6 separate regions of the Sus scrofa genome follow, and all the other regions are linked to region 4. Evidence: chromatin contacts called from public HiChIP or PLAC-seq and promoter capture Hi-C data. All regions are on one chromosome and are shown on one strand. Each heading gives the region's core, a stretch centred on a gene start, on an enhancer-like site or on the middle of the called end of the contact. The rest is flanking DNA. Distances are from core to core; before and after follow the strand shown.

Evidence for each region. Promoter capture Hi-C pulls out the DNA fragments that hold promoters and counts their contacts. HiChIP or PLAC-seq counts read pairs in DNA pulled down with a chosen protein or histone mark.
Region 1: an H3K27ac HiChIP or PLAC-seq map of alveolar macrophages shows a contact between it and region 4. The contact joins the promoter of TRAIP here to the promoter of MST1 in region 4. A contact is called at or near these places in 2 of 5 promoter capture datasets (fetal liver and liver), 13 of 47 Hi-C or Micro-C datasets (alveolar macrophages, embryonic fibroblasts, epiblast stem cells and 8 more) and 2 of 2 datasets of contacts at active chromatin or transcription factors (alveolar macrophages and skeletal muscle).
Region 2: a contact with region 4 is called in an H3K27ac HiChIP or PLAC-seq map of skeletal muscle. The contact joins the enhancer-like site here to the promoter of MST1 in region 4. A contact is called at or near these places in 1 of 5 promoter capture datasets (liver), 8 of 47 Hi-C or Micro-C datasets (alveolar macrophages, blood, fetal skeletal muscle and 3 more) and 2 of 2 datasets of contacts at active chromatin or transcription factors (alveolar macrophages and skeletal muscle).
Region 3: a contact with region 4 is called in an H3K27ac HiChIP or PLAC-seq map of alveolar macrophages. The contact joins the promoter of MST1R here to the promoter of MST1 in region 4. A contact is called at or near these places in 1 of 5 promoter capture datasets (fetal skeletal muscle), 10 of 47 Hi-C or Micro-C datasets (alveolar macrophages, embryonic fibroblasts, fetal heart ventricle and 6 more) and 2 of 2 datasets of contacts at active chromatin or transcription factors (alveolar macrophages and skeletal muscle).
Region 5: a contact with region 4 is called in an H3K27ac HiChIP or PLAC-seq map of skeletal muscle. The contact joins the promoter of DAG1 here to the promoter of MST1 in region 4. A contact is called at or near these places in 1 of 47 Hi-C or Micro-C datasets (liver) and 1 of 2 datasets of contacts at active chromatin or transcription factors (skeletal muscle).
Region 6: a contact with region 4 is called in a promoter capture Hi-C map of liver, with 4 times the contacts expected there. The contact joins the promoter of RBM6 here to the promoter of MST1 in region 4. A contact is called at or near these places in 2 of 5 promoter capture datasets (fetal skeletal muscle and liver) and 2 of 2 datasets of contacts at active chromatin or transcription factors (alveolar macrophages and skeletal muscle).

The regions. Positions count from the first base shown.
Region 1 is chr13:32,378,285-32,382,621 of Sscrofa11.1, reverse strand. It overlaps TRAIP (E3 ubiquitin-protein ligase TRAIP), which reads left to right and starts at 1,634. Exons shown (of 31, transcript XR_002337524.1): 1 at 1,634-3,080. It overlaps CAMKV (caM kinase-like vesicle-associated protein), which reads left to right. Exons shown (of 10, transcript XR_002337521.1): 10 at 1-1,494.
Region 2 is chr13:32,086,226-32,090,833 of Sscrofa11.1, reverse strand. DAG1 (dystroglycan) reads right to left here. Exons shown (of 3, transcript XM_021068744.1): 3 at 1-3,182. The coding sequence ends at 783. Among named protein-coding and RNA genes, the nearest start is that of BSN, 18 kb to the left of the region's middle. Within about 2 kb of position 2,938, at least 2 of the 83 cell types and tissues checked have an H3K27ac peak or open chromatin away from gene starts, as enhancers often do. A contact at or near this core is called in skeletal muscle, where this site is marked.
Region 3 is chr13:32,421,970-32,426,388 of Sscrofa11.1, reverse strand. It overlaps MST1R (macrophage-stimulating protein receptor), which reads left to right and starts at 2,775. Exons shown (of 19, transcript XR_002337520.1): 1 at 2,775-4,419.
Region 4 is chr13:32,218,788-32,223,343 of Sscrofa11.1, reverse strand. It overlaps MST1 (hepatocyte growth factor-like protein), which reads left to right and starts at 3,299. Exons shown (of 16, transcript XM_021068776.1): 1 at 3,299-3,544; 2 at 4,454-4,556. The coding sequence starts at 3,451. It overlaps RNF123 (E3 ubiquitin-protein ligase RNF123), which reads right to left. Exons shown (of 39, transcript XM_021068771.1): 2 at 890-1,007; 3 at 539-623. The coding sequence starts at 971.
Region 5 is chr13:32,025,143-32,029,548 of Sscrofa11.1, reverse strand. DAG1 (dystroglycan) reads right to left here and starts at 1,530. Exons shown (of 3, transcript XM_021068744.1): 1 at 484-1,530.
Region 6 is chr13:32,441,886-32,446,647 of Sscrofa11.1, reverse strand. RBM6 (RNA-binding protein 6) reads right to left here and starts at 1,704. Exons shown (of 22, transcript XM_005669583.3): 1 at 1,507-1,704.

The sequences.
Region 1 (4,337 bases), core at 385-2,884, 160 kb before region 4:
AAAGCAGTGCCACACCAGCCACCAAGGCTGCTGCCATTCCTGAGCCGGCTTTGGCCCAGCCGGACAGCACAGCCCCAGGGGGCGCAACAGGCCAGGCTCTACCCTCTAGTAAAGGGAAAGAGGCTGCTGGCTCTGCCCAGGAGTCTCGGAGGGAGACCAGCTGAGTGGGCAGGCTGGTGGGGGATGGGGGATGGGCAAGAGGGTGGGAGAGTAGATGAGGGGCTTCGCACTGTACATAGAATCACTGGCATGATGCCCTCACTGCCCCCTGCCCCTGCCTCCCAGCACAGGGCATGTCTGGGGGCCACAGGAGAGCAGTCTCATCTCCTGTGTGTATGTGTGTGAGTGGTGGGGAGGCCAGAGGCAGGACCAGCCCCAGCCCCTGCATGGATTCCTTGTGGCTTTTGTCTTTTGCTAGCTTCATCAGTTTCTGTTCCTTGTGGGATGCTGCTCTAGGGATACTCAGGAGGTCCCTGCTCCTGTTCCCTTTTCCTTTTTGCCTCACAGTTCCCCCAGGCAGGCCCTGCAGGTCCCATCCTCTCCCAGGCCCTAAATTGGGTGGCCTTGCCCTGAGAGCTGGTCCTCCAGCGAGGCCCTGTCAGCGGTCTTAGGCTCCTGCACATGAAGGTATGTGCCTGTGGTGTGTGGGCTGCTCTAGGCGTGAAACAGGCTGGTACAGAGAATGCAATAATCTAAAGCAGTATGCTTCAAGACTGGTTGCATGGCTGGGGGCACTGCTTGGTAGCTGAGGGGTTCCTGAAAAGTGAAAAAGAATGAGTAGAAAGGTAGACACTTCCATCTTTGTCCCTGGGAAGTCTCTCCCAAGACCCATGTGCTATTTCCTGCCCTCCTGGGTCCTGCAGTGGTTGCCCTGTACCCTGAGCTTCATGAGTCTGTAAAGGGAAGGAGGAGCAATTAGGATGTGGCAATGAGATCTGGGAGGGCAGAGTGCAGGCTTAGCACCTAGTGTACCAGCCTAGCTGAGTCCTTACCCTGGGGCAGACAAGGAGGGCTGCCCCTGGCTCTTCCCATATGACCCGCCTCAGGCTCAGTCCACAGTCCTCTCCATCCCAGAGGGCCAGCTGCATGGCAGTGTCCCACAGTCTGATTTGGGGGGTTGCCCTTCTTGGGGGCAGATTTTCTGCTCTCTCAGTTCAACAAAATAGAAGGAACCCTCTCTATGTCAGTGACCCACTTCCCCTTTTGTCAAGGCTTAGAGTGAGGCCTAAGTGCCTCTGAGCCCTGCTGAGTTGCTTTTGCTGGAATCAAAGAGTGGAATAAAGCTCCCCAGTTTCCTGACGGAGGCTCCTGGCAAGTGCCCTTTGTCAGACCCCACTATGGCCTGGGCAGGCAGCCACACTGGTCCTGGCCCTCACTTGGCACTCGGGGATAGTCCTGCCCTTCTCCCTGCATGCCTGTGGGTCTGCTCTGGTGTATGAAGGTCGGTGGGCCGTGTACCTGCTGAACCTGGCAAATAAATTTCATTCTGCCAAAGCCTCTGGCCACCCTCTTGCCTTTGCTTCCTCTATATTACTGGGGAGGGGCCCCTGAAAGGCAGTGTGTAGGGGAAGGCTGGGAGTAGGTTCACAGGTAGTGGTCTGTGCTCAGTTCCATATGGATTGCTTGGGCTGAGAGTACAGACCATCCTCACCACAGTGTGTTCCTTGATGGTGGCAGGGGTCCTCTGGACTCTAGAAATCCATGTGGGTGGTGGGTCCTGTGCTGGGATTGTGCCAAGGAATAACCTCTATGCTACTGTTCTGACAAGTCCTATTGAACAAGGAGCCATTATCTTGACTTAGGCATAGACCTGGAACCCACCAAGGGCCATCCACCATAGGGAGAGACCTTGCCCATGGCCAAAGTGGGCTTCCCTGGGTTGGGGAATGGGTGCAGGGTGGCCATTACACAAAGATTCTGTCCTATCCTTTGTGTTGATTATTCCTTCCTGTGAACACCTTTGCTTTCCACGTAGGCCCCAAGGACTTCACTCTGAGTCTACTTCAGGTGGAACAGATCGGCTTTACATTATGGGACTCTGCATAAGGTTTCTTCTGGGGAGAGGGGGATACCACTACTAAAAACAGTTAATCATCAAAACTCCTAGGAATACTTGTTCCAGCCTGGATCAGCCCAGGTGAATTCACCAGGGATGCTGCTCTTACTTAGGATCCCAAAGATAACTTCTCTGATATGGGAATAAGAAAAAGATTTGTTAGCCACTTGTCTATGAAGGATCTGGGCCTCCAAAAGGCAGTACTGAGGCAAAACTGATTCTCCTGAGAGCTAGGAGCTAGTCAGGATACCGGCCCCACCACCTTTAAACTTAGGGATCATCAACCTTGTTTGTATAGAGCCAGGGCGAGCTGGGAGTGTCCTGACCCGTGTCCTTTCGAGGACCACTAAAGAGTCTGAGAGGGCTGAGAGGGCGGAGCATTCTTTTGGTCCGGGAAGTATGGTCTTCTATACGGTTGAGAACTGCCCAGAGCCCAAGGGACCCGCTCTCCATTCGTACCATCGTCCCACCCCCTTATGGCCTCTTCTAAACTCTCGCGAAGTGCAGAGATGGCTGCGCTGAGAGAACAGGGCTAAGGAGACCGTGCCCAGCTCCGGCTTGGGACCGTAACGTCTTGTCTTGCCCCAGAAAGGGGCTCGGCCGGCGGCGTAGCTGCTCCTGGTGCCCATCCAACGCTGTGTTCTGGTACTGGGCGATTCCCGGGAGCCGCGAGGGACTTACCGCTGAGCTTCAGGCCCGCGCTCGGCCCCAGGATTCTTTTCGGCCTGAGAGGCCGTTAAGCCCCGCCCCCGAGGGTTCGTCCAATCCGGGCCCAAACTTCATTTTGCGCCTTGTAGCCACTTCCGGTTCGCTTCCGGAAGTCGCGCTGTGGAGCCAAATTTGAAGCAAGCTGGGACGCTGAGGCACGGCCACGAAGCTGGACCCTTCGCGGTTTCCTTGGCTACCTGGGCCACTTGAGACCAGTCATGCCTATTCGTGCTCTGTGCACTATATGCTCCGACTTCTTCGATCACTCCCGCGACGTGGCAGCCATCCACTGCGGCCACACCTTCCACTTGCAGTGGTGAGTGACCGCTGTGTTGGATCTGGGCACTCCGCCCGATATCGCTACAAAACTGTGGGGTGTCGGGCCTCCCTGGTGCCCTGACTGGTGATGAGGACGGCATTAGTTGGAGTCCCACGAGAGTTTCCGACTTGGGCAGAGGCCAGGTCAAAACAGGCTTCCGGGAGGAGATGACAGATGACCTGAGGCCGGGGGAACGGGGTTGTAGTTTTTTTTTGTTTTTGTTTTGGGTGGCTCCCGCCCCATGTGGAGGTTCCCTGCTAGGGGTGGAATCCGAGCTGTGGCTGCCGGCCTACGCCGCAGCAACACTGGATCCGAGCCGCGTCTGCAACTGACACCACAGCTCTCGGTAACTGCAACGCTTGGTCTTTAAAACACCGAGCAAGGCCAGGGCTCAAACCCGCGTCCTCATGGATACTGGTCGGGTTCCTTAACCATTTAGCCATGATGGGAACTCCCCGCCGTTGGTTTAAGGACGACAGAGTAGGGGTTTCCTTGATCTATCTGCAACGGGATGTGATTTCAAAATTATTAGCTCGGGGCAGAGATGAGCTTTCACCACATCAGCAAGCCCTTTTGTTTCTCCGAGACTTGGTAGACTTCTGGCTACCCGATTTGTTGTGGTTTGCAAAGATTCTGTCCAGAGTCAGAAACCCCAGCAAATCCAAGTTAACATTATTACAGGGCAAGGAAGTGCTTGCTCATCAAGGCATTCTGCTGACCTGTAGGATCATTCTGTTGAACGCAGGGCTGGTGGCAAGATTCCCCTAGCAGCTGTGGACAGGCTAATTAAGAGCTCCTTTTTAAAATTGTGGTGAAATATGTGTAACATAGGAGTTCCCGTCGTGGCTCAGTGGTTAACGAATCTGACTAAGAACCATGAGGTTGCAGGTTTGATCCCTGGCCTTGGTCAGTGGGTTAAGGATCCTGCGTTGCTGTGAGCTATGGTGTAGGTTTCAGACGCGGCTTGGATCTCGTGTTGCTGTGGTGCTGGCGTAGGCTGGCGGCTACAGCTCCGATTTGACCTCTATCCTGGGAACCCCCACATGCCCTGGGAGTGGCCCAAGAAAAGGCAAAAAGACAAAAAAAAAAAAAAAGTCATTAAAAAAAATATGTGTAACATAAAAGCAACTATTCTTTTCCTTTTTTTCTATGCACTATTTTATTGTAGTAAAAATATATATAACATAACATTTACCATTTTACCCTTTTTTTAGTTGTACAGATTTTTTTTTTTTTTTTTTGTCTTTTTTTGCC
Region 2 (4,608 bases), core at 1,689-4,188, 130 kb after region 4:
AGGCCCCTCTAGCTTTCAGCCCCTGGCAACAGTGGGACAGCAAGCCCAGCACCAGGGCCCTGGCCCCTGAGCCAGGGCCAGGAGGCCTCCAGTCAGGCTCTGGGGTATCAGAGCAACCAAGTTTACGTAGTGTGAAAAAATAGGATTCCTTTGATAAAAAATACTGTCCCCTTGGTCTTCTCTAAGTTTGAAACACCCTGGGAGCTTATTTTTAGCAAAGCAATTTCCCATACCCACCCAAAAATTATACATACAAGTTTAGGTAAACAGCAGATTAAATGTAAAAACTTAATCTTAACTTCTGAAAGTCCTTTGAATTTAATCTTTAGCTACTGTTTTCCATGTTACATCCTGCAGCTAGACACACGTGAATAGAAAAAACAGTACAGTTAGTGTTAAAGGCAAAACGCAGAGAGCCGGGAGGCCACCCAGCACTGCCTGCAAGTTCATTCACGGTTCCTCGCTCCCTCCATCTACCTCTACTCCAAATGGTGCTTTCAGAGCCAGCCATCAAAAACGCAGCGAAGAATTTTCTATGAACAAACAAAAAGCTGTTAGGCAAAAAATAAAAGTAAAAATGTCCCCAAAGTTTCTCCAGTTGCTTTGGGGTTTAGGAGGACCAGAGAGGGCGGGCTTGTCCAGGCCCTGTGTGTGTCAGTGTGTGCTAGATCAGGTGTCGGCTCCTGGTAGGCAATGGTCTGCAGGCCACCGGTCTCCACAGACAACACCATGTTGTCTCCAGGGCCCTGCCCTACCCCTGCCTCCACCCAGGCGCTTGTGGGTTAAGGGGGGACGTAGGGAGGGGGCGACCGGTATGGGGTCATGTTCTTAGGACGGGAGCCCTTGCCCTCCATGGGGGCTGTGAAGGGAGGCGGGGGCTGGTAGGGAGGTGCATTGGGATCCTCATCCCGCAGAGGTGTGTACTCTCCCACGGTGTCCTGGTTCAGAGGAGTGGTCTCGGGCACGCTCTGGTTGGGGTACTCAGGAGGGGGGAGGGGAGCTTTTTCCTCCTGCAGGATAAGTGGCATGCTGGAGGAGGGTGGGGGCTTGGAGTCATCCAGCTCATCTGCAAAGATGATCGGCACCCCCTTCTTGATGAAGGTGGCCTGGTCCTCAAGGGTGAGCTTGCCCTTCCGCTTCTTACGATAGCAGATCATGGCAATGATACCAGCAATGAGCAGGATGGCTGCAACCACCACGGCTGGGATGACAGTGTGCAGGTAGACATCATCCTCGCTGCTCTTCTCAGGGTCCCTATCTGGCACCTCTGTGGGTGGTGCCTCTGAGGGCACCCTCTTGGGTGGCGCCACGGGGACAAACTGTAGATGCCGACAGCTGCCAGAGCCTGTCACAGCAATGCTCATGGCCTTGAAGTCAGGCTCCAAGGCATTGGAGAAGGCAGCCCGAGGTTTGCCATCATCCTCAGCAATCCTCCGGCTCAGCCCTGTGATCTGCTCCTTGGGGCAGGGCTCCAGGGGCAGGGTGTTGTTGGTCCATTCCACCACAATGGAGCCCCGGGTGATGTTCTGCAGAGTGATGGTGCTGCAGTTGCGGTCCCCAAAGGCGAAGGCCAGCTTCTTCACCAGAGCAATCTTCTTGTGGATGTCATTCACTACTGGTGCTGGGTCACCCACAAACTTGGCTGTGAATCGTGCAGGAGCTCTGTCCCCTTGAGGGCGCCTGTGGACATGGATCTCGAAGGCATCCACAGCTGACAGGCCCCCCTTGTCTGTGGCATGCATAAAATACTCGTGCTTGCCCACGTGGCTGCTGTCGGGGAGGCCATACATGAGCTGGCTATTGCTGTTGAACTGTACCCAAGACTTCTCACCTACCAACTGCTGCTCCCGAAGCTTCAAGGTCAGCTTCAGCTTATCAGTGGTGGTGTCCTCATTGTCATAGAAAGTGTCTGACGGGATCTTCACCTCAAAGTAGGTGCCAACCCAGGCATCTACCCTATCAATGTGGTTCTTAAGCTCTGGGCGCTGGTTGGGCTCTCCACGGGGCAGCCCACTGGTAGTGGTGCGGATGCGAGTAGGCGGGGAGGCGGTTTCCAATCTGGTGATGGGTGCTTTGGTGGTGACCCGAGGCACCGGTCGGGGTGTCCGCGGCTTCTTGGTCGGCCTTCGAGTTGTGGTGGTTGAAGAGTCAGTAGAAGGTGTGGCTGGTTTGGGTGTGGATACTCGTGGTTTCTTGGTGGTAGGTGTAGGAGGGGTAGCAACCGCCGTGGGCTCCAAGTAGCCAGGAATGGTCATTGTTGGGCGGATATGGCCAGGGACTGTGGTGCCTGCTTCTGACACCCGAGTGGGCTGAATGGGGCCGAGAGTTGGGGTCTGAAAAATGGCACCTCGAGTCCGAATGGTGACTGTGGGCTTCCCAGGAACAGGATCCCTAACTGGGGGAGCCATGGTCTCAGTTGGAGGAGCAATGGCTGGAGATGTGGGGGTGGGAACAATCCTGGAAGGTGGCTCCTGGATGGCTGTGGTTGGGGGCCCAATGGCAGTGACAGGTGTGGGTGTGGCATGGATCTGCCTCCGGATGCGTTTTGGGAGAGGGGGCTTCTTGTTGGCAATGTGCCAACCCACCACAGGGTAGCCAAGCTGGGCAGACATAGCACCCTCCCTGGCAGGGACCTCCACACCATGAATGTCAGGCACACTATTCTGGTTCAGGGAGCAGCCTAGCTTCCAGGAGAGCAGGGCCCCATTCTCTATCACTTTTTTCGCATTTCCCGGGCCAGCCATGAAGGCTGACATGTCAAAGAGTCTGTTGTTCACCACTGGCACTAACTTCATATTGTGAAGCTCCACTTCTGAGAAGCTCTGCATTCTCTGCAGAAGGTCGAGCCTTTGCTTTGGGATCATCTTGGTGAGGTCAGCATCCAGAATTACTGTCAGGACAGTCACAGGCTCATCAGCAGCACAGACAGATGACACCACCTCGCCCGGATCTGGTGACGCTGCTCGCACAGACTGTGGCTCACTGTGGTCTTCAGGGTAGACCTCGATAGAGAACACACTTGAAGTCTGGGGGACGTGGCTCCCGTTGGCTCCCAGCCGTGCAGCACTCACCGAAATGTAATGCACACCCTTATCAGTGTCAAGAGGGAGACCCTCCAGGGTGTGGCTCTGGGGGTCCCAGTGCAGCCAGGATGGTAAGGCTTCCTTCCCTGCTGCTGACACCTGTAAGAGATGTTAACGTGAATTAAGTGCTACTATCACTGCATAACCTGAAAAGATTCACAACAGTTAACCACTAGCCTAGCCTGAACTGTGTGACAGGCCTGGAGCACACTCCAGAATTCCTGTTGAAGGAACCAAGCCCTCTGTCCTGAAATTCATTTGCCTGTCATAAAAGACTGGGGGTGCCAGGGCTAGCATGGAAGGCAAATGATTCACTCAAGCACACAGTGGGGAGACAGCAGTGCTGGCACTCAAACACAAGCCTCACCCCAGAGAACTGATGCCATGGAGCTCAAGAATGTTACTGGCTTTTACACCAATGACAGGCCCTGCCACCCACTCATCCACTCTGCCTGCAGAATCAAGCTCAAGTGCCTCATCCCTCAGCACCCCCTTCCGACCTCGCCTCAGACTTCTCCCCTGCCCTCCGCAGACACCACAACTTTGCTTATTAAGTCACATGCCTGGCCTAGAGTGTCTTCCCTGCCCAGAAGTGGAAATACACACAGGTCTGGGTGCACAGACAATTCAATGCTCCCAAATGACTCATTTTATAACCACCCCGTTACATTCAAGTTTAGTGGGGCACTTTTGGTTAGCTGTATCTAATGTCTTAATTAATCCTGCTTTTCAAACCTCAAGAAAAACTGCAATGCCCAGAGTAGAGGAATGGAAACATTTATTCTAAGAAGACTGTTTATCAAAGGCATTACAAGAAGCTCCAGTATCTCTGAAAGAGAATTCTGTAGGCAACTAAGCCTGGGAAACTGACAGAGCTCACCTCTTCCCTCAGAAAGCCGATGCACAGAGGCAGGCCTTGGGAGCTCATCCCCTTTTCCACCCAATAGCACCCTGCAGACTTATTTCAGGGTGGAAGTCCTTTTCCACAGCGGCATGACTGGTAATATATAAAGCTTCTAAGGGAATGCAGCCATAAAAACTTCCACCATCAGCTGACAACAGGGAAACAAGACTTGTCTCTTGCTCAGGCCCCATCTATGACTACTCTCACTTTCAGGAAACACCCATTCCTGCGCCCAAAGCAAGAAAGGTGGGGACCCTAGTCTGCCTGAAGGCACTCTCAGCTCCACTGTCCTGTCCATCAAGTCCAGAGACACTGGTCAATAGAGGGCATGTCTTACTGCCAGCCCCAGCCCAGGAACTATCCTTTATGGTCACTGCTTATCAGCAGAGGGACAGGAATGGCCTTCTCTGTGGCAGGAAGGCCAGAGCTATGCCTACTGGGTTCCCCAGGGGCTCTGGTTCCTCTTGCCAAGAGCCAGGTGCCTGAGTGATTGAGGAGGAAACCCTGAACTTTTTACCTAATTTTCCCAGCCAGGATCCAGGTGTCCAGGTGGCATGCCATTCTATCAACTTTATCGGGGACCAGATATTTACTGCCCAAAAAAAACAGATTTCCTATCTG
Region 3 (4,419 bases), core at 1,526-4,025, 200 kb before region 4:
TGAGGGACCACCCAATCCCCTGGCTGCCCTGGCTGTGGCTCTGCTTAATGGGCTGCTGTAGTTCAGCAGGGGCTGGGCTAAGACAGGAACAGTCAAGAGGGGAGAGTCAACAGGGGCATGGATTGGAGCCCTTGGTGAGGCTGCCCAGGATCCGCCACAGACAAATTTAGAGTCCAGCCTCACTATAGCTGAAAGCCTCTGAGGAAATTGTCCCAGCTTAGGCATCCTCCTAAAGGGCTGTCCACCTCAGCTCCCATACCTTCAGCTAGCACATTCCTCAGAATGGCCCCCAGGAGTGAGTTGGACGACCTGAGAGAAGACCAGCTGACCTCTAGGGCAGGAGTGGACCCTGCCCCAAGAAGAGCTGGTGTCATTAGGTACACTGGGCCCTCTTCAGTCACCCTGTTCCCTGGCATGGCCCACCCTACATGGGTCACCATGGACATTCCAGGAGGGCTTGGCAGAGAAGGCCCAACCCCATTTGCTCTACCATGAGACCTTCTTTGGATAAGCCCAGGGCACAGCGCAGAAAGCCTCTACCTTACTGCTGGGCGCTCTCCCAGTTATGCTACAACTTTTACCAGGGGAGCAAAAGACCTAGGAATTATTATGGGAGTAAAGTGTCCACTGAATATTGTCTTCAGACTATAAAGTGAATCACTTTCATGCAGCCTCTGAGAGCTCTGCCACTAAAATGAACCCATGTGGGAGAATGCATCTGTCTAGGTGGCACAGATCAAGGGTGCACTGGAATCATTAGCTTACTGCCCCAGGAAAGGGCAGCATAGCCCCCGCCCTTGGCCCCATCTTGGGTCACATTAGAGTGGGTATAGCAGCAGACCACCTACCCAGACCCCAAAGCCCATGTGGAGTAGCCGCAGGCTTGGTAGATACTGTTCATACTATACACATATCCTGGGTCTCTTTTCTGTCTGCTTCCTGCTTCTGTTCCTCCTATTGCTCCTGGCCAGGGCACCAAACCACTGCCTCTGGGGCCAGGATAATGCCAGGCCAACTGTCTCTGACTGCTACTGGTGTTCTTCTGGTCCACGGTCAGCCCCCAGGCATCCCTGTTGGCTGCTCTGATCTCTGTAGGGCTCTCAGCTTCTTGCAGTTCAGCACCTATGCTGGGTTGGAAGGGGTGTGGACAGATAGTCACCACTAAATGAGTGTGTATACCTAGGAGAGTGGGCACCTGGAAGTGTAGGGTTTACCTATTTAGGAATCAAGGAAGGGATAACAAGCAAACAGAAAAGTGTTTCTAGTGGAGGAACCAGCATGTACAAAGGGATGAACCCGGTATGAAACCTGGTATGGAAAAAACCTTGTATGACTGGTTTATAGTGAAGCTGGAGGAGTCTTTAAGGTCTAGAGTTCTAAAACTCCAGGTAAAAGTCTGGCAGTGGGGAGTCTTTTTTTTTTTTTTTTTTTTTTTTTTGTCTTTCCTAGGGGCACACCTGCAGCATATGGAGGTTCCCAGGCTAGGGGTCTAATCGGAGCTGTAGCCGCAGGCCTACACTGCAGCCACAGCAATGTGGGATCCAAGCCGTGTCTGCGACCTACACCACAGCTCATGGCAATGCCGATCCTTAACCCACAGAGTGAGGCCAGGGATCGAACCCACAACCTCATGGTTCCTAATTGGATTCGTTAACAACAGCCACGACGGGAACTCCGGGAGTCATATTTTAAAGCTGCAGAGTGATGTGTCATGTTGTAGTTTGAGAGACCCCTCTGCTGCCCCTAAGATGATCCCTTCAGGTTGGAGAAAGAGGCTGGGGTAATGTTCAGAGGGAGAGAGAGCCCAAAGAGGGCAGAGTGGCTAGCACTCCTTCAAGGTGACAAATGCAAGGGCAGTCGGGCAGTTTCTAAGCTTGGTCAGATCTTGTGAGTTCAACTTGGAAGAGTGCTTGTACTCGGCACGCAAGACCCATCAGCTGACTACCCCCACATGGCTTACCTGCCCCCCTCCTGAAGGCTGAGTGGATAAGCAGGGAGAAAAAGGCACTCTGTGGACCTCTGCTGTCAAAGACCAAGGGTTTCTGAGAGGAGATGCCAGCCTGGGGGCAGTGAACATTTGGGCCACACGGCGGCAGCAGAGACCCAATTGTTGGCTGCTGCACCCCCACACCCTCACCCCCAAAACAGGTGAACAGGTGATTAAAGAGAGCCTGTGAGGTTTCCTCCCAAATCCCAGAAGTCTCTCCTAATTTCCTCAGTCAGAATAGGGGTCACAGGAACCCATGTCTCATCCCTAGGCAGAGAATGTTTCATTTTAGTCTTGCCCAGCGTGACTATCTTTAGACATGTTGATTGTGGAACATAGGAATGGTGCCATAACTTCTGATGTGTGTTTATTCATTTCCGGGCCAATTCTCGTTAAAGGAGGGAGTGTCTTTTATGTTGCCTCAGGCACAGTATCCTCTTAGCACTGGGAGTGGCCACCCAAGTGCTGTTCCTCTCTGTCACCAAATGCTCACTGAGCTCCAGCTTAAAGGGGTAGGGGAGTCCAGGATTAGAAATGGGGGAAGGGGGGAGTTCCCACTGTGGCTCAATGGTAATGAACCCGACTAGTATCCATGAGGATGTGGTTTCGATCCCTGGCCCTGCTCAGTGGGATAAGGATCCAGTGTTGCCGTGAGCTGTGGGTGTAGGTCTCAGACACTGCTTGGACCTGGCGTTGCTGTGGCTGTGGTGTAGGCCAGCAGCTGCAGCTCCGATCTAACTCCTAGTCTGGGAACTTCCATATGCCACAGGTGCAGCCCTAAAAAGAAAAAAAGAAAAAGAAAGAAAAAGATAAAGAAAAAAAGGAATGAAGGCAGGGGATGTCAGGTATCTAGAGTAAACTGTGCACAGGGTCTGTGAGACCCACAAACTGCACCTGGCACTGCCTGGATCAGGTAGGCTTCCTGGAGGAGATGCCACCTAAGTTGCAAGAGAAGGAAGGTAAAAGCTTGCTCCTGAAGGAGGAACAAGGAGTCTGGATTGGGTGGTGAATAGAGGATATACATGTAGGGTCAGGAGCTCTGTTGGGCTGAGAGCTTCTCTCCCCACGACCGCCTTACCCTCCAAAGCTCTGGGACTCACAGTTCACGGGTCCTTCAGACCTCAGCCTAGGGCAACCTGGTGAAGATTACCCTCCCTCCAGGGTCCAGGCCCACCTGGCTGAGGGGGCTGTAAGGCTGAGAATGTCCCCTAAGGCCCCCCTCCAATGTTGGGGGGGCCAGTTACCAGGGAGCAGCTGCTGAAGTCCAGGTAAGAGGTGTCAAGAGCAGACCTAGGGTGACTTCCCTCCCCCTGCCTCATACCTCTCAGAGCCTGGAGAGAGAACTCTGGGCAACCACCCAGTTAGAACTACATCCTCATCTCAGAGACCGAGAGACTGAGTCCCAGCCTGGCTTCAGAGCAGGTTAGAGGTCCCCTGGGAGCCAAAGCCCATGTTTCCACCATACCAGGGAGGCACTGGAGCAGAGCCAGGAACAAAGGCCAGCATTGCATATTTTGTTGTCCTCATCCTACAGCTGCCACCTACTGAGGCAGTGGTGGACGGACCAGAGCTAGGGTTGGGCCTCCACATAAGCTGCTTCTCCTTTGACTCTAATGTCCAACCAGCAGGACATTACAACTTCTACTCCCTGGGTGGGCAGGGTGCAATGCACTGTCCTCTGACAGCGTCCTGTAGCTGTCAGCCCAGGGCAGGCCCACAGAGGAATAGTTCCTGCCTAAGCGAGGGTAGTGCCACTCCTGGGGTCTCCCCACACTTCCCCTCTGGTTCTCCACACATTGGTGGTCTCTGTTTCCCACACGGTGGGTCCACCAGGCCCTGCCCAGAAACAAGGGTCTGAGGATGTTGTAATATCCTGGAGCCAAGAGAAGAAATAGACCAGGTGGTCCTCAAAGTGCTGGGGCAGCCCCCCCACCCCGCCCCTTCACTTCCTCCTTGTCGGTCGTGGTGGGGGGAGTGGAGGCAGAACAGGAAGGCTCAGACCTACTTAACCTCTTTCCAGGTCACTCCAGCACAACCATCCAGAGGCCATAGAGAAAAAGGCGCCCAGGAGTAGATGCAGGACTCAGGCTTCAGATTGCGGGAAGAGTCGCACCGGCTGAGCGGTCGGGCTAGGCTAGTCCTACAGCGGGCCACGCCCACAGCTCCGCCCCCACACCCTGGTCCCACCAGCCCCGCCCAGGCTTTCCAACTGAGTTTGCTCTAAGGGCGCGGGCTGGGAGCCGCAGCTGGGCCAGCAGGTGAGGCAGCCTGTCTGTTCCCTGTCTGTGTGCGTCCGCCTGCTCCAGCTGCTCAGACCCGAGGGCAGGGGAGGGCGGTCGGCACCTCAGGCACCCTGGCGTAGTCGGCTGCCTGAGGGCTCTCAGGTCCGGCTTTCGACGCTAGTCCCAACCCAGACTTAGAGTCGGCTCCCA
Region 4 (4,556 bases), core at 2,050-4,549:
CTACCCAGAGAGTGGAGATTGTGGAAGGCAGACTAGCCCTGGCTGGCAAAGGGGCTGGGGCATAGGGACACCCACGCCTCCCCATAGGGAGGAAGACTGTACAGAACCCTTTGAAGAAATAATTCAGCAGGAGTCTTAAGAGTGATTACAATTCAAAATAAAGGGCTGGTGGGGTCTGTGCTTTACAGATCAAGCAGAGGCTACAGAGGGCCAAGGTGGGGCAGAGGTGAGGGCAGATGCACTTGGGGCCAGATGCTGAGTGTGAAATAGGTATGAAGTGCTATGCTGAATGCTGAGTGTACACCACATGCCTAACCTCCACTATGAACTTAGGAGGAAGGCACTAGCACTGCCAGGCAAAAGGAAGAAATGAGTCCAGAAGGCAGATTCTCTGGCGGCAGATCTCACAACCAGAAGTGGCAAAGCAAGAACAGAACCCAAGTCAGCCTACCCAGAGCCTAGGCCTCCTTTCCACAGCGCAGCCCCCAGCCTCTGGTGTGGTCCCAGAGAGTGAGGGGGGAGATCCACCCGGCCATACCTGCTGGTAGCTGTCGTGGATGCATGATCAGCAGAGGAAAAGATGCGGTGCAGGTAGTCATTCAGTAGCTTCTCATGCACGATGCCTGGGCCACAGGTCAGAGGGAGAGAAGGGATACATGGTCAGTGTGGCTCCCAACCCAAACTGGCCACAGAGGCTCCTGGTCATTGCCAAGCCACAATGGGCAAATAAGCAGTCAGTTGGGTGCCCTGCTCTGTGGCTGCCAGCAGAGAAGAGCTGGCTCACAGGCACGGGGGTGCAGGAAGGTCTGAGGCTCAATGGACCTGGGATTTTGCTGCCTCTGCCTCCTCCTCCTTCCCTCAAAACAAGGAGCCTCCTCCCAGCCCTTACCTGTGACCCTTGACTTCTCAGCATCTGAGGTCAGCCTGTAGCTCTTGCGGGAGAAGGACATACCGGCCCCCTTGGACGCCATCTTTCATCTCTTGTGGGCAGCCAGTGGTCCTGAGGGCTCAAGTAGAGGCAGGGCTGGTCTTTACAAAGCCAGGCAGGGGCCCCCATATTAACCTCAGTCCTGGGGTATTGGGAAGGCTTGGGAGAGGTGAAGCCAGTGCATGCACACTCACACACACATCCACACCAACCCCGTGCAGAGGAAAGCAAGAGCTTCCACCTTCCTACACAGGGAGAGTGAGTAGGGGTCTGGGCCCATGTGACAGGGCCCCACCACGTCCCAGTACTCACACAGGGCACAAGAGAAACCAGGCACCAGATATGTATATTTGCTAAACCAAACTAAATGCCTCAACCCAGTGGGAAATGAGACCAAAGCATCCAAGGTGAGATAGGCTGGGGCAGAGCCCCCGTCCCTCTCAGCCGTAAGCCACACTGGATCCAAATTGGAAGAGAGAATCCTACACCAAGGAAAGTTCACGCTCCGAGGCCTTGATGCCATCTCCAGCTACAAGTCCTGCTGACACCCCAGACCGGGATCCCCTTTCTCAGTCCCAAGATCCTCCCTTCTCCATTCCAAAGGCCTGCTAGTTTTCCTGTTCTCTCTCACACACACACACACACACACACACAGCCTCCTGTCCCATCAGACCACTACCCTTGTCCCAAATGCAGATCCCATTGGTCTTCCCACTGCTGTCCATGCCTCACATGCCATAGTGCAGCTACTTCTGAAGCTGCACTAAGCAGCTGGTGCCAGCCTCACTGTTCTAGAGCTGTGCTGTCCAACACAGTAGCTACTAACTATGCATGGCTATTCAAATTTGAAAGTTTAAAATTTAAAAATCAATTTCTCAATTATATTAGTCACATTTCAAGGATTCTGTGGCCACATGTGGTTAGTGGTTACTGGACTAGACGCTGAAAATAAACAACATTCTCGTCATTACACAAAGCTCTACTGGCCAGAGCTAATCTAAAGCCTGGTTCTCCAGCACTGCCTTAGACAGCACTCCTTTTTCTTATCTCACCCTAAACAGGTCCTCTAGCTCCTGCCACACACCCTTGCCCACTCACAGTGCACACCACGCCTGCCCCTTGGGAAAGTGACTCTCGCCCTGATGCCCACCACTGGCCCTCTCACACCAAAGCAGGTGCAGGACAGATTAGACGTGGTCACTGATCTGATGAGCAAACCTTCCAGACATCCACTCGGGGTGTCAGGTGCTGAGGATACAGGTGAGAGGTGGACCTTGGCTTGGCTCGGGGGTCCCTGCCACGTAGACCCTGGTCAGCCCCGCCGGGGGATCAGGGCTCAGAACCAAACCGACCCCACCTAGGAGCCCAAGGACGCGAGGGTAGCGCTTCTCTTCCCGAAGTCGTCTCCGCCCGGCCTCAAGCTCCAGAGGCTCTTCCAGGCCAGCTCCAGCCTAGAGTCCTGCACCACGGGCTGCAACCCCCTGCACGGGAAGCACCCTCATGCTAGACTGGCCGGGCCGCAACGGAAGCTGCGGGGACCCGCCCCTCTTGGGCCCCCGTCGCCCCTCACTCACCCCCAGCCTCGGCCGTGGCGTCCCGGCTCACAACATCCGCCCAGCCTCTCGCCTACGGCGCCCGTTCAGGGCCAAACCGCGATTCTGCCGCGCAAGCGCATCGGCCCGCGCCCGGCCTCCGCCAGAGGGCGCCACCTGCAGCCTCCAGCTGGAATGTCCCGGCCCCTGCCTTTTGCCCAACCGCCTCACTGCCCAAATGCCTCCGACCCTCGTCTACTTAGGAGGCGCTCCTAGCCCAGTCTTGTCGCCACGCTGAGTCCTAGGAGACCTTGGCCTCCTACCTCAACTCCTACCGGTATTTGGAGGCCCAGCCCAGAGGTCCCCTCGGACGTCTGAAAGGCTGCTCCTCCCAGGGTCCCTGGTACCTGTCAGCCTCACTTCCATTCAGGCCAGACAAATGACCTCGCTCATCTTCCCTGGGATAGCATCTCTGGCAGAGCAAGGGGAGCTCGGTGGGCTCTGCTGCCAGGGGTGTGGGTCGACCTGCCTCCAGCTGGGGCTAAGTCAGCAAAAGGGGTAAGCTGCTTAGGGGGTTGGGTAGGGAACTTGACTTTACAGGAGAAAAGTTGAGGCTCAGAAAAGTTAAATATCACCACTTATGCTGGGGGCTGGGGGCTGAGGGCTGGAACCCGGCTCTGGCAGCAACCCCATACACACTGCTCTTCCTTTCAGAGCAGCCTAGGCTGTAGGGATGCCCCTGCCCTTCCCCAGCCCCAGCACCTCAGGTGTCCCCATTAAACCTTTCCAACACTGTCCACTACATAGGGAGGCCTCTTGGGAGCTAGCTGTGCCAGAGCGAAGACACTTGTACCTCACCTAGGGGGCCTGAGGTCTGGCACCACCCCTATTCCTGCCACTGGGTTTCAGGTCAGGCCCCAGCAGGCCTTGAGTGGGGGTGTGGAGCCAGAGCCACCCAATCCCGTAGGGACTAGTTTCACAACTTCCCGGATGGGGCTGTGGTGGGTCACAGTGCAGTCTCCAGCCAGGAGGATGGGGTGGCTCCCACTCCTGCTGCTTCTGACGCAGTGCTCAGGGGCCCCTGGTAAGTGCTCTTCCCCCTCACCCCCAGCCCTGATCCCCGCCTGCATTCAGAAAGGGGTTGGCCCTAGGCCCATCCCGCTATTCCAGCCAGAAACTTACTTTCCTACTGGGCATGGAGCAGTGAGCAACCTTAGCTTCTTGAGCAGAGCTGGGCAGCCCCAGGAACACATAAACACACTGCCTATTCTGGCCTACACTAAAACATCTGCTGCAGGAGTTCCCATTGTGGCTCAGTGGAAAGGCATCCGACTGGGGACCATGAGGTTGTGGGTTCGATCCCTAGCCCCATTCAGTGGATTAAGGATCTGGCATTGCCGTGAGCTGTGGTATAGGCTGCAGATGCGGCTTGGATCTGGCATTGCTGTGGCTCTGGTGTAGGCCAGCGGCTACAGCTCCGATTAGACCCCTAGCCTGGGAACTTCCATATGCTGCAGGTGTGTCCCTAAAAAAAAAGTCTGCTGCAGCATTGAGGCAGTGTTAGGACCACACACGCAGGCAGTAATCTCTCATAAGACTGATCTAACCCTCTAGCAGATGCCCTTACCCTGATGAGAGCCTATACTTGGAGTCAGAATACTTGGGTTTGGCTTCCGCCTATTTAGTATGATAACTCCAACCGTTACCATTCTTATCTGAGAAATGAGAGGAGCCAAGCCCCATAGGGCAAGCACCATCACCTGCTACTCTCGTAGAGTATATGTTTTACATCTGAGCCTAGTGCCTTGCCCATTAAACAAGCGTACTAGTGATAACTACCATGTGTGGGCCTGCTTCTCCCACCCCATACAGGGGTTTGACCCTTGAATGGACCCACAGGATCCATGAGAGAGGCCATGCAGTTTGATTTCCTGAATGAATAAAGTGTGGATGTGCTGATATTCACATGATGCTACAAATATCCACCCTGCAGGGCAGCGCTCGCCCTTAAATGACTTCCAGGTGCTCCCGGGTACTGAGCTGCAACACCTGCTACATGCAGTGGGGCCTGGGTCTTGGCAAGAGGATGTGGCAGA
Region 5 (4,406 bases), core at 281-2,780, 190 kb after region 4:
CGCTGCCGCTGCCGCGCCGCCGCCGCCGAGCCCAAGGAGCGCGAGCGCCGCACCGCAGCCTCAGCGCGAGCACGTACCGAGCGGTGAGAGGGCGCCGAGCGCGAGGGCGGGGCGCGCGGCCGGAGCCTAGCAACCCCCTGACACGCGAGTGCTGCAGCCAATCCCGCGGCCAGCTCCGTGCGGCGCCGACCGACAGTCCCCGCGACGCCCGCTTCTGCCTGCGTCGGCCGCCCCGCAGAGCGCCGCACCCGCGCAAAGGCTCCGCCCCCGCCCGCGCCAGCGTCGCTCTGCCTATTGGCCCGCCACGCCCCCACCCGAAAAGACACGCCCCATCCTGGAAATCCCGCCCCGCGGCGAGCCAAGTCCGCCCCTAGAACACGCCCCAAGCTGTCCGCGTCTCGGGGAGCTCTCAGACCTGGGAGCGGGGGAGGGGCGCCGCGCCCAACCTCAGGCATTTGAGCCGCTGAGAATCATCCAACCTACCCGGGTGGTCAGGCTTAATGACTGGCCCTGCCGCAACTAGCCATCCATAGACTGCCTTTGGCCCTGCTGATTTCTCTCTAACGCAGATCAGGTACTTCTAAGCCAAGAAAACACTCAGGAAGCGTCCTCTAAATTGCAAACGATGATGGCCCGGTTGCCCGCCTCCTATACTAATGAGGAAACTGAGGCGAGGACCGGAAGGGCAGGGAGCCGCGCCCCTCTCCGGGTGCCCCCAGCAGGCGGGGGCGTCCAGGAAGTGGCTCGGGCCTGACCCTCGTCCCCTCCTCCTGCCCTCAACACCCGGAATCCGATGCTCCTCAGGCGCCAGAAATAGCTCTGACCCGCTGGCTCTGGTCACTCACTCAAGGCCCGCATTCTTTCAGGGGGTGGGGGGAAGAAAGGCGGGTAGTTACTGCTGAGGTCTGTCTCCCTTAAAGGGGAGGCTCCTACAGACGCTCTCACTGTCCCTAGGGCTTACCTAGCCACCCCCCCACACCTCAAAGGCCTCAGATGCTTCAGTTACTAGACCTGAACAATTACTCAACGGGTCGGGGTATGGGACCTGTGGTGGACTCTGTTCCCTGTGCAGAATGTGTCCATCCCTTCCTGGGCCTGTGGCCAGGCTGGAATTCCAGGCCCGCACTCTTGTCAGCTATTACATTCTGAACACAGAATTGGCTACTGCCTGCCAGAGGTTGCTCATGGGATCCTGGTGGAACTGGGTTTCCCCTGCTTTCTTCCTCTCCTTAGGAAAGACTGGGAGAAGCAGACTCCAGAGAGAGAAAAAATGAATGCCCCGGAAGTTCCCCTTTAGGCTCAGCAGAAACGAATCCAACTAGTGAATCCAACTAGTATCCGTGAGGATGCAGGTTCTATCAGTGAGTGTGCTATCCTGCTTTACTGTGAGCCATGTTATAGTCACGGACAAGGCTCAGATCCGGTATTGCTGTGGCTGTGGCGTAGACTGACAGCTGTAGCTCTGATTTGACCCCTAGCCTAGGAACTTCCATATGCCACCAGTGCGGCCCTAAAAAGCAAAAAAAAAAAAAAAAGAATGACCCATCTCCCAAATGCACATACCTGTTTGCGATTCTTTTACTTTTCTTATTAGGGCCACAACTGCAGCATATGGAAGGGTTTGAATCAGAGCTGCAGCTGCCAGACTACCCCACAGCCACAGCAACACCTGATCCAGTCTCATCTGCAACCTCCACAGCAGCTTGTGGCAACACCAGATCCTTAACCCACTGAATGAGGCCAGGGATCAAACCTGCATCCTCATAGATTCTAGTCAGGTTCATAACCCTTGAGCCACAATGGGAACTCCCTGTGATATTTTTTTTTAGGCCTCACCCTAGCATATGGAAGTTCCCAAGCTAGGGGTGGAATCAGAGCTGCAGCTACTGGCCTACACCATACCCACAGCAATGTGGGATCCAAGCCTCATCTGTGGCCTATACCATGGCTCATGGCAACACTGGATCCCCAACCCACTGAGCAAGACCAGGGATCGAACCTGCATCTTCATGGATACTAGTCAGATTCATTTCCACTGCACCATGATAGGAACTCCTTCCCTTTGATTCTTTAAACTTAAATTCATGGGCTCCAAACTTCATACAGACCAGAAAAAGAAGTAAAGACTAAGGAAAATCCACAAAAAAAAAAAAAAAAAAAAAAAGGGGAGTTCCCGTCGTGGCGCAGTGGTTAACGAATCCGACTAGGAACCATGAGGTTGCGGGTTCGATCCCTGGCCTTGCTCAGTGGGCTAACGATCCAGTGTTGCCATGAGCTGTGGTGTAGGTCGAAGACACGGCTCGGATCCCGCGTTGCTGTGGCTCTGGCGTAGGCTGGCGGCTACAGCTCCAATTCGACCCCTAGCCTGGGAACCTCCATATGTCGTGGGAGCGGCCCAAGAAATGGCAAAAAGACAAAAAAAAAAAAAAAAAAGACTAAGGAAAATCCCCAAATCATTCTTTAGATATTAAAACTTTAAAAAATCCAGCTCTGGGAGTTCCCGTCGTGGTGCAGTGGTTAACGAATCCGACTAGGAACCATGAGGTTGCGGGTTCGGTCCCTGCCCTTGCTCAGTGGGTTAACGATCCGGCGTTGCCGTGAGCTGTGGTGTAGGTTGCAGACGCGGCTCGGATCCCGCGTTGCTGTGGCTCTGGCGTAGGCCGGTGGCTACAGCTCCGATTCAACCCCTAGCCTGGGAATCTCCATATGCCGAGGGAGCAGCCCAAGAAATAGCAACAACAACAACAACAACAAAAAGACAAAAGACAAAAAAAAAAAAAAAAAAAAAATCCAGCTCTGAAATTTAGCTTCTTTGAAAAGGCTAAAAATGCAGAAAATTATGAGTTTCTAAACAAAATACATTCTTTCATTCACTCCTTCAACTTACAGCGTGTCCTCCCCTCCCCCAAACATACACCAGACACTGCTTTGCAGCCCTAAATTCTGCTGGGGATTTTAGTGTCTGACTGTACAATTATATGTAAATGTTCTTCCAAAACAAAAGACAGCAGTGAGCACAGACCTCATCCTTCTTACCATCTACACAGAAGCTACTGCTCTTTAGTCCTCATTGACCATCCATGGATGCTAGAGTGACTCCCCTTCATTTTTGGCATTGGTCTTGCTAGATGAGACACCATGCCTCAATCTGGCCTCCAGGGACCCAGCACCACATGCCCAAGCTTCCCTAGAGCTCTAGCTAAGGGAAGGTCTTTACCTCAACTACTTAGTGCCAAAAGGTGGGGTAGGATCTTCTTAGTCCTAGGAGGAGGGGAGCAAAAACCAGAGTTTGCCTGAAGCTCTCACAGCAAAATCCTTCCAGTCTCTGCCTCTCTAGGTTTGGGACTCAATTGGAGATGCTATGGTCTGAGCCTCAGGCTGGCCCCAATGCTCACCTGCTCCTGCAACCTTCCAGCCTTGGCACTTCCCTCCCAGGCCAGAACAACTGTGAGTTCTGGGCCTCATTGGTGGCTTCCTTTTTTGTCTAGAATTGGGGTTTCCACAACCCTCTGTTCCTTCAGGCCCTAGAAGGCAAGAGGCCTGAATGGCCAGAGTTGGACCAGCCTTTTGGGGCCTAACAAGCCACTACTGGAGCCCAACCGTTCCCATGGAATGCATAGCAGAGTAAAGAGGGAGGTGGCCATCTCCATGTACGCCAAGGCTGGATGGGGCTGTGAATGCAAGGTACTGTTACTCCCTATAGTCCTGAGAGTTGAAGACTTTCCCTTTGTAGAAAACTGCACACCCCACCCTAGGGCTTAGCACTAGGTCCACAGCTACTCGCCCTTGGGAGCTATTTTGCAACCCCACAGGGCCTAGGCCACCCTAGTTCAGGCTTGGTGCTTGCAGCTAAGAGTGAGGCCCAGGGCACATCCAAGAACAGCTGCCCCAAGGGCCCATGTGGTATGGGCCCAGGTGGGCACTGATCAAGAGGCCAAGAATGAGGCTATTCGGGTAGGATGCTCAGCCCTCAACTCTTCTGGCCATTTAGCCTCTGGTGCTTCCTCCACCCTCCACTTAGACCCCCAGCTAGAGGCTTCAGGAAGATTCTCAGATTAAGGTTTGTCTTCCCAACTAGAGTATGAGCCCTTGAGGCTAGATATGTGCACCTGCTTAATCCCATATTGCAACAATCACCTAATAGCATGCACATAATAGAGGCACAATTTCTGTTTGGAAGGAAGGCATCAGGGAGTGCTGCCTACCTCACTTCTTGGTTGACAGTTATCCCCAAGAGTCTAAGCCCTGTGCAAGGCCCAAGGCAAACATCCCAGTGTTTACTTGGGGCTGATGTGGTTTAAGCTAAGGCCTTGGCTCTAGCTCATGAAATCCAGCAGAGACCTACATGGACCAAACTTTCTTCTGGTCCTAGGATTCCAGAGCTCTTTTATTCTAGCATGTTCCCA
Region 6 (4,762 bases), core at 455-2,954, 220 kb before region 4:
TAAGACTGGAGAGTTCACTTAGTAACCTCTCCATTGACAATTCTCCTATGAAAGTACAAAAAACTAGGCTCCTGGGAGTTCCCATTGTGGCACAGCAGAAACAAATCCTGCTAGTATCCATGAGGATGCAGGTTCCATCCCTGGCCTTGCTCAGTGGGTCAGGGATTCAGCCTTTCGGTGAGCTGTGGTGTAGATCACAGATGTAGTTTGGATCCCAAGTTGCTGTGGCTATGGTGTAAGCCGGCAGCTGTAGCTGATTGGACCCCTAGCCTGGGAACTTCCATATGCAGCAGGTGCAGCCCTAAAAAGCAAAAAAAAAAAAAAAACTAAAACTAGGCTCCTAAAGTAAATCCAACTCTGATAACAGAGTTCTATAAAGAAGGGTGCTAAAGATGTGCAGAAACAGAGACCTAGTACCTATCCTATAAGTTAGGTGCCTAGTTAGATGCTAGTTAGTCAGGCAATGTTCAGATCCAATTTTTGTGTTTCACCAAAACCGTAACACATCATTAGTTAACTTTAGACATTGCCAGTCCCACCCTTATCAGTTCTTGATACTGCTCCCTATAGTCCTCACAAGCTTGCTAATGTTTACATTATTAAACCATTCACACTGGTGGCACTACTCAACAGGAAACTGAAAACTAACAAACCTAGGGCACAATCCAGAGTTCAGAAAATAAATCAGGTGACCAGGTGCATCAGTCTACAGAACTCCACCTAGATCCCGAAACTCTGACCTTCACATGCAAACCTGGAATATGCAAAAACACAATTACCCTTACAGTTTATGTACCCTACAAAACGAGGCCTTTTCTAAAAAATGCACACCCAGAGTTGAGCTCAGTAGCACAACGTCAATTCTAAAGTTTACAGAAAAACGGATTTACAATGCCAAAAGCAATTTAAAGAGTAAATACGAGAAAACACCCCTCTCCTCCCACATTCGACCAACGGGCACAGGACCCACCAGACCACTCCCCAGCCTCCAGGTTCTACAGCCCCGCGCGCTGGGCAGCGAACTCTCGCGCTCTGTGGCCTAGCTGAACCCATTCGTGTCTATCCAGGTAGGGTTAAGGTTACGTGCTAGGGGCAAGAAAGGCTCCTTCTCGAGCGATGCCTCAAAACTGGATCGGATTCCTCCAAAAGCAGGGAAAAAGAGAAAGATAGGGCCGCCTGCAGCTCCACAGACTGAGAGCACCGAACGGGACCCACGCGCCTGCCCCAGACCCCGCAGCTGGCCGCCCCGAGACAGGACCGGTAATTCTACCGACGCGCCGCTCCGCCCCGGGCCCGCGACCGTTCCGGGGCGTTCCTCCCGTGGGCGGCGCCTCCCTCACCACACCGCCACTTGGCTCTCTTCTTCCTGGCGAGGCCGCGGCCGCCCCGCGACACCGAAGCCGCAGCTTCCAGGCCGCGCGGGCCCGCGACGTCCAGAGCGGCCTGGCAGGCCGGCTCCCTCCCCGTAGGCTCTGGCACGCCCTCTCTACTGCCCCAAGCCCTTACCGAGGCAGCGCGGCCTCCGCGGCCCGCTCCTCCTAATCCTCAGCCGCCGCCACCGACCCAGCGTCGCGGAGACTGGAACTTCCTCGGAGCCGGGCCGCTGCCTCCACAAAGGCGCCGCCGCCTTCAGCGCTCTGCCCGCCGGGAGATGGAGTACAGCTGCTGGTCGCGCCGACTCCACTCCCGCCGTGCCCCGCGCGGGGGGCAGGGGGCGGGGCAGGGGAGGTGTCCTTGCCTGCGCGGGGTGGGGCGTAAGGGCACGCTCTTGCCGGTGTCCAATGGGAGGTCGCGCTTTCCTGCCTCCAGTCCACTGGGGCTGCTGGGGGTTATGGTTTGTAGTGTAGCCCGCGGCGGGCTGTCTCCTTACGCTCTCTGGAGTTGAGCAGCACGCGTATTTTGTGGTGGGTTGGCCTTGTCCAGCTTTGCTCCCCGCCAGAACGCGGATACGGCCCTGGTCTGCCAACCTTGAAAACGCCTTATTTTCCGTTAGTATTAAGGAAACGGAAGGGAGCCTACTCCATCCTAAGCCTTCCGGGGCGGGGGCTTTTGGCCCACACAGGAGCCTTGCTCCTCATCCTCTTAATCCTGGAGTGTAGTCCTATTGCCCAAGATCCAAGCATAGGTGCGAGTGATAGGATAGAAAAGCAGTAGTCAGGGAGGCTCGTCCCCTTCTTCTGATGGGTTTCCAAGTTAGGCATCCCCAGCTCAAGAATACCAGGTGGGTATCATCCATGTTAAAGTTTCAGTAGCTGTATCTATGAAGGAAAATCCACTCAGTTTCCACAGGGCCTGGATAGCTCTTGGGCAGTATGGCCAGTGGTGACTTGTGCAAAATCACAGAGGAACTAGAAGGTATCTTGCAGCTCACAGCTAATGTTTTTCAAATGGCCAGCTGCTCCATGCTTCTAGGTGGATTGTCTACTTTGTTGAAAATGCTTGCTGGTTCCAGCCACCTGGTATCTCTGTTACTGGACCCTCAGCCTAAATTCAACATCATAGGGTCAAATAAGTCTGCCGCAAGAAAAGCTGTAAATCATTCTAAAATAAAGACTTAACTGTAGAGAAAAGAGATTGTTGGATTAAGTTACCTTTTCATTTTTTCAGGCATCTTGTTTGGAAGTCATTCTTTCAGTCAAGAACTGTACGAAGCATCTGTTGTGTGCCAGGCACTGTATCAGGTGCTGGAGATATAGGAACTTGAACAAAGCTGATAAACTCTGCTGCTGTAGTGGAGATGGGAGTGGGAGCAGTTACTAAAGCCAAACAAATGAAATAAGCAGTCTCTGCTAAAATGAGTTGTTTCTGTAAGGAGGGAGATGGAAAGCTGTTTGAAGGGCTCTGAACAGAATAATATCACAGCTTCCCTGTAAACAGGATCACTCTTGCTGCTTTGTGGAGAATTGGCTGAAGGTGGACAAGGAAAAAGCAGGGTAGCTGGTTAGGAGACTGCTGCAGTAATACAAGCACAGAAGGACTTTTACCCTTGTGGTCACAGTGGCAACAGGAGACATGGACTGGGATGAGGGGAAAGAGGGAAGAATATGGGACAAGCAATTTTGTTAGAAGCAGCAGGAGCTCAGTTTTGCGTAGGTTATTTCTGATGCCTATGAGATGAGATGTGGAGTTGGCAGTTGGTTACGTTAGAGTTCAAGTAAAGGTCAGGGTTAGAGATGCAATTCTGGGAGGCATCAACATATCACTGGTGCTGGTATTTAGAACCATAGGCCTGGAGTTCCCACGTGGCTCAGCAGGTTAAGGGTCCAGCCTTGTCACTGCTATAGCTCTGGTTACAGCTGTGGCTCAGGTTCGATCCTGGAACTTCTACATGCCACAGGTGTGACCAATAAATAAAAAAATTTAAAAAGCCAAAGGCCTGGATGAGATGACCTAGGGTATGAAGGAGTGAGCATGGACAGAAGAGCAGAGTTCCAGCCCTGAGCCCTGGGACACACCATCTTTGAGATTTCACAGAAGAGGAGGAGCATCTACACAGAACTTTGGCACTTTGACTTTGCTTCCCAAACTGGGTCATTATTGGTGGATTTCTCATTTATCAGATAGTACTTTATCCTCTAAAGAGGTAAGTAAAGTTAAGAAACTTATTATTTTTGGAGTTCCCGTTGTGGTACAGTGGAAACAAATCCAACTAGGAACCATGAGGTCGTGGGTTCAATCCCTGGCCTTGCTCAGTGGGTTACGGATCCGACGTTGGCCATGAGCTGTGGTGTAGGTCACAGATGCAGCTCGGATCCTGCATTGCTGTGGTTCTGGCATAGGCCGGCGGCTACAGCTCCAATTCAACCCCTAGCCTGGGAACCTCCATATGCCACGGGAGCGGCCCTAGAAAAAGCAAAAAGACAATAAAATAAAATAAAATAAATGAAAAGACAAAAAATTTCAACTCACATTTAAAAAAAGAAACATTATTTTTGCCTTATGCCCAACTCCTTGGGAAATAATAATTGCTACCCTTTATCACAACTCTGTGCCTGGTATTGCACTAACACTTCATTGTCTCATTTAATCTTCACTATAACCATGCGATAGTCCCTTTTATAGTTAAGGAAACCAAAGCCCAGAAAGATTAACTTGCCACAGCTGGAAAGTAGAGGTTGTGGGGGCTTCCAACCCAGGTCAGTCCTACTCCAAGGTTCATGCTCTTGACTACTTTCCCCTTTTCCTTTTCCTTAGGGTGATTATTAAGGGTTTTCGGAAGAAGCATCTGGATTTTTTTTTTAACTTGTGCCCATAGTATGTGTAAGTTTGTTTATATTGCCTAAGACCAGGAAATATGAGCTATTTAGAATAGTTGACACAGAACAGCACGCTCACCTGGAATGGGAAGTACAATGTCCAGCTGCACAGGTGGATTAGCTCACTTTTTAGCCCCTAAATCCTTACTCAGCAAAGAGGCAAACATTGTGCTGCCTGTGGTTCATTATTGCCTTGGTCTCATTTGGGGCCACAGCTCTTGAGCATCGCAAGTAGGGACAAAATGAGAGACAAAAACCAGGAGAAAGGGTTCCCATTGTGCTCAGTGGTAACAAACAAACCCGACTAGTATCCAAGAGGATGCAGGTTCAATCCCTGGCCTGGCTCAGTGGGTTAAGGATCTGGCGTTGCCATGAGCTGAGGTGTAGGTCTCAAACTCGGCTCAGATCCTGCATTGCAGTGGCTGTGGTATAGGCCTGCAGCTGCAGCTCTGATTCAACCCCTAGCCTGGGAACTTCCATATGCCACAGGTATGGCCCTAAAAAGA